2 separate regions of the Xenopus laevis genome follow, and region 2 is linked to region 1. The links are chromatin contacts, called in public Hi-C maps. All regions are on one chromosome and are shown on one strand. The core of a region is the stretch at or near the end of the contact, and the rest is flanking DNA. Distances in the headings are between cores, read along the strand shown.

Region 1 (2,700 bases), core at 51-2,550:
GGTGGCAGCCCTACTTGTATCTGCCCTCTATCCTCATTCTTCACTGCAGATTTAATCTGCCACTATGTACACTGCTGCTTCATTTTCAGCACGCTAGAATTAACATTAGGCCTCACACTTACATCCTGCTAAAGTGTAGGAAGAGCAGAAAAATCAGCAGCAACAAGGATACTATAAATATATATATATATATATTATAAAGTGTTCCAACATCTTTGCATTGTGGGTGAGTGAAGCACTTAGAGAAATGTGATGGAGAAGTAAGTGGCAGGTATTGTAGCAGGCCTGCAGCCAAGACGTGTGTGCTGATTGCTTAGAGCAAGCATTTCCAGTGTGCAACTCTCAAGCTGAACTTCAACTCCCAAGCCTGTGGCAGCATGTGACTCATAAATAAAGCTGCAATGTGTAGTCTAGCTGACGATGAGCTGCTTGGAGTTTCCTTAGGTACCAAACACAAGCGAGTCTGTGCGGATTACTGAAGTATTAATGCCTGACTGTTACCAGGGCTTTGTCTCTGCAATATTAGAAACCCAGCATTTCCCTCTTCCTGCCATTTCGCTGTTCCCTCCTCGGCAACAGAAGGGTTAAACTATCTCGTGACTTCCCTGATTCATTCAATTGATTGTAGGCAGACACCATTATATAGGGAAGCCTGCCAGTGTTTCCCTCTCCCCTTCCCCACGCGCTTCTTCTTCTACCGCCTGCTCTCCCCACCCCCTCCCTCTCCCTCTTCTACGAGCACATGGGTGACGGCTTGTGGCAGGCTGTCTGTACAAGCCATAAATGGAATGCACGCTGGCAGCAGGGGCGGCTGTGCAACTGGCTGCCTTCCAATTCATTTCCCGGCAAAAAGGGAGTAAAGGGGAGGAGGGACTGGGAGAGCCTGACGTGTTTGCTGACACGTGTGTGACTTCTGTGAAATCAAAGGGGGTGGGTTGTTGGAAGGGGGGAGGAGTCTCTTAAAGCGGTAACCCGCGGTAAGTTAGGCGCTGCCTGTGTGAGGGTTAGACCTTTGTTTAAGAGCTGAGTGACAACAGATATTTGCTGCTGGTACAATTTTGGCAATAACACATTATATATGAAAGCAATAAACATCAGCAATGTATGATTTTATCCCAGTCAGGGCTTTTATTTGTGACCTGGTTAGCATGCTGTCCCTGGTTAGTATGCTGTCCCTGGTTAGGATGCTGTCCCTGGTTAGGATGCTGTCCCTGGTTAGGATGCTGTCCCTGGTTAGCATGCTGTCCCTGGTTAGTATGCTGTCCCTGGTTAGCATGCTGTCCCTGGTTAGGATGCTGTCCCAGTGCCTGCCTGGGTTTTCTTCCCACACGCCCAAACCTGGTTAACTGCTTCATGCTCAAATGGACCTTTGGCTTTGACTGGGACCAAGATTGTAAGGTCCATTGCAGCAGGGTCTGATTGACATATTCCAGGACACCGACAGCTGATGCACACAACAATTCACCTGTTGGCAAATGAGCCCTAGATATTCCAGTCATTTTAGTATGTTCTCCGTCAAATGCACATAAACATCAGGGTTGCCAGGTTTACATTACAAAACCAGCCAAGGGCTATCAAAAAAGTAGCCAAAAAGTAGCCAAAAGCCATTTTAAGGGTCAGGGCACATGCGTAGATTCGGGGAGATTAGTCGCCTGGTGGCAATTCTCCTCTCCTTCGGGTCTACTAATCTCCCCAAACTGCCTCCTGCCGGCTAGAATGGCACTTAGAGCACTTTGTTTATCGAAGTTGCTCCGAGTGCCATCCTGCCGGCTATTTACATTCTAGCCGGCGGGAGGCAGTTCGGGGAGATTAGTAGACCCAAAGAAGAGATTTGTCGCCGGGCGACTAATCTCCCCGAATCTGAGTGTGTGCCCTGACCCTTAAAAGTAGCCCAAAAATAGCCAAATTTGCACACTGAAAAATCTTAATAAATGCATGAATTGACAGCACCAACTTACAATATAAACCTGTTTAAAACCCATACTACTTCAGTTAGTGGGAAAACAAGGCGATCAAAGCTTAAAAAATTCACAGCTACAAAAGTGTGAGTTGCCCGCTAGTAGCCAAGATACAGAATTGCTGTGGTCTTGCATAGGGGAACATTTTCTCCCTGACTAGTCTTTAATCTATTCACTGCCTGCATACTTATGGGGGGGGGGGAGAAAGAGAATGGGAAAGAGAAAAATCCATAACCTAGAAACCACCCTTCATATGTAGCAATCTTAACTAAAACAGCAGCACAGTTCATCACAAGCACGCTGCCTGCAGCAGATCACACTCACCATGCACTTCTCTGATACTGTTACTGGATAAAAGGCAAAACCTTACCAAATGAGCGGATCTGTAGTTATTGTATTCAAGGTTGGCTACACTACCACATCTACTAACTACAAATTATAAAGAAAATATATATCTTAGGTGAAAACATATTGTAGACCTGAAAGGTGTGTGTATATTTACTTGCAGCATTAATTTGGCTTCATTCCTGACACAATCTGGGGATACATGAGTTACACAGCACTATACAAATGTGATGTTTACAGCAAACTGGGGCAAAGAGATTTCCTGATCTGGAGAGGGACATTGTTTATTGTACAAATTTAACCCCAGCAGTGTGTAGCGCAAAAGGGCTTTCCTAATTTACTAAATTGCTTTCCTAATTTCTTAAGATTGAAGAATGTAACATTTACTATTCATGTT
Region 2 (2,968 bases), core at 32-2,531, 65 kb before region 1:
CTGTCTGGTGACATCACAGATAGCCATGTCAGACACGGGTATATAAATAATAATGGCTTGCTGAGTCGAGAGAGTGCCTACCCACACATCACTAATAGGTGCCCTTTAAGTATTATTTACTTACAGTTACAGTTACACAATTTTAAAACCAAATAAGCTCCACCTAATTCATGACATCACCAACAAGTGTGTTTCTTAATTAGTTAATCAGTTAATAAAATACTCAGTAAAGCTAATTATATAGCCACAGCAAATGAAAACATTTGTAGCAAGTGGGGCAGGTAATATTAAATATAAATGTATATAGTTATGTACACAGAGCAACACCCACATTTTTATTGCTTATCCAAAAAACAGCTAAAATAACAGTATTGATTCATTCCCCTAATGGACAATGTATCCCGTGTTTTGATCCAAAAAGCTTCACGTTGTAATAATTTCACTGTCACCTCCTCTCCAAGGCATCGGAACATAATCAATTGCCATATATTTAAAAGTAGCTAAATGGTGCCCCACCTCCAAAAAATGTTTAGCAACCGGTTCGGTGGTTTTCTTATCTGTATAAGCATCATTAATGGCTGACCTATGAGCATCAATTCGCCATCTCAACATCAAACCAGTTTTCCCCACATAAGATAATCCGCAAGGACAGGTGATTAAATATACAATGTGCCAACATATTCTGCATAGCTGTTTAATAAAAGGGTGTGCAGAGACGTCAACTGTAGGGCCTGCACTTTCGGGGGACCTGTGCATGCCGCTGCAACATTTTTCCATGTTTTAGCCTCTGCACATGCGCACAATCTCCTTCAATGCAGCCGGAGAAACTGTAAAACTCGTGGGAATGACATATAGTGATGGGAGGGAGTGCAAAACCAGGTAACAGAGGAGGTATGGGTGTATACATCAAACAAGATACTGACTGATACAGGAGGTAAAGAGGGCCCTGCTCATTAGAACTTACAATCTAAATGATCCTATGTATTGGCTAACTAAGTTGCATATATTGCTTTTGCACAGCAAAAATCCATCTTAGCATTGATCAGTATAACATCCCATGAATGCAGTGCAGTCTTCTACACGTAACCGGCTCCGAACTGTAAATATCCAACCAAACCCTAGTGGAACAGAAAGAGTTAAATGGCTCAGGGCGGCCCACGTGTTGCCCTTTTAAGGAGCCAAAAGAGGCAGTAGTCATTAGGCAGGATCTCCCTCCTCACATCACGCGTTTGTGTAATCCCAGGCTCCTCCTCCTCCACGTTGTTTTTTTTTTTTTTTTCAGCCATCCTTGAGCCTCCTCCCCCTGGATTATTGTGAAACGTGGCCTCACCCACACACACCCCTAGCCAACAGCATGTGGGGAAAATACACTGATCCACCAGAGAAGAGGCGCACCCTGCTAGCTGCAACTGTAACCCTCTCACTACCGGAATGTGGCGTTGGTTAGGGTCATCGGCCCAAGGAAAACCGTATTCCGCTTTGAGTGAATCGTGTATATTCTGCAGAGCTTTACAGATATTATACATTATTCACACCAGTCTCTGCCTCAGTGGAGCTTACAGTGTTCAGGCTCTTACAGAGAGACATTTTTAGTGCATTTTTCGTGAGTAGGGTTGCCACCTTTTCTGGAAAAAATACCGGCCTTCTTATATATTTATCTAAATTCCCTATTAATAACATTGGGATCAACCATCATTTTTACCGGCCAGGACAACCCTATACGTGAGCTTCAGAAGCAAGTCTGCGCACACCTAAACACATCAACTGCATGATTTCATTGTATGCTTCATGTGACTTGCAGTCAAGACTCCCTGCAATTGCAATGTAACATGCTGCATTTTTGTGCCCATGACATCCATTTGTGATATATTAAAATAGAGAGATGTGTCACAAAAATGCCCTTAGTTGTCTTTTTGTAAGCTTTTATGCCCTTTTGCATTCTTACGTGCTCAGTGTGCGCTTTTAGATGCAAAAAAGGGCCCATATGTAGAGCCCTACGTTCATTCAAATACACTATAATCAAATTTATAAAAAATCAATTAACCTGCCTGTATGTTATTGGAGCGTGGAAGCAAACTCACGCAGACACGGGGAGAACATACAAACTCCCTGCAGGTATTGGCCTTGTAGGAATGAAGCCTACGACCCCATGCTGTAAGGCAGCATTGCTAACTATTGCATCATTTATCGTAGCTCTGTTTTTGTGAATTCCCCAAAGTTTAGAAAATATGCTTAGAACTGTCTCCAGTTGCTTTTCTTTGTTTATAAGTAGCAGGGCCAGAGTAGGGGTAGGCAGAAGAGGCATGTGTCTAGGGCGCAAAGGTGAGGGGGAGCTGAGCATGTACCTCTTCTATTTGCCTACCCTGTTTCAGGCCCTTGCCCCCCCCTCATAACATAACAGCTGGTTTGACCCGCAACTGATAAGTTAGGGTTACAGGTATGGTAAGACAAGATAGTGATCGATACACTGGCATACCTTGGTAATTGCTGTTGTCTACAACAGGAAGCTACATACCCTGCAACCTACCACTTTAAAAGGCTATTTAGTAAATATACAAGCAAACAAAAAACAGTAGTATGTGGTTCACTGTATTCTCTGCTAGGGAATATCTATTATATACTATTCGCATATTAACCCAACTACCGTGTGGCTATTTATGATTTCACTTATATGCATGGTTGCACAAAAGCCAGTGTGGTCTGCAATATTAATCATGTATTGCTAATTAGCCATGCAGGAGGTGTACTTAAAATGCATCCATTTATAAAGGAATGAGGAGAAGGTGGCAAACAGTGATGTATGCTGCAACACAGGCAGCTAACACAGGGCTTGTACTTGGACCCGGACTAATAATCTTTGGGTTCTGGCAAATGCCAGAGAGGCTGCTGTAAGATGCTATAGACAGTCACTATTTATTGAGCCTGTGTGGGCTGTTTGGGCCTCTGTGTACTTGAAATGCAAGGGCCT

What was found. A called contact is a pair of places that touch in the nucleus more often than the background predicts.
Region 2: a contact with region 1 is called in a Hi-C map of the XL177 cell line, with 2.9 times the contacts expected there. A contact is called at or near these places in 3 of 4 Hi-C or Micro-C datasets (the XL177 cell line, the XTC cell line and animal cap).

The regions. Positions count from the first base shown.
Region 1 is chr2L:48,489,506-48,492,205 of Xenopus_laevis_v10.1, reverse strand. The region is part of intron 4 of mnt.L (MAX network transcriptional repressor L homeolog); the gene reads left to right. Among protein-coding and RNA genes, the nearest start is that of mnt.L, 50 kb to the left of the region's middle.
Region 2 is chr2L:48,553,749-48,556,716 of Xenopus_laevis_v10.1, reverse strand. No RefSeq gene overlaps it. Among protein-coding and RNA genes, the nearest start is that of mnt.L, 14 kb to the right of the region's middle.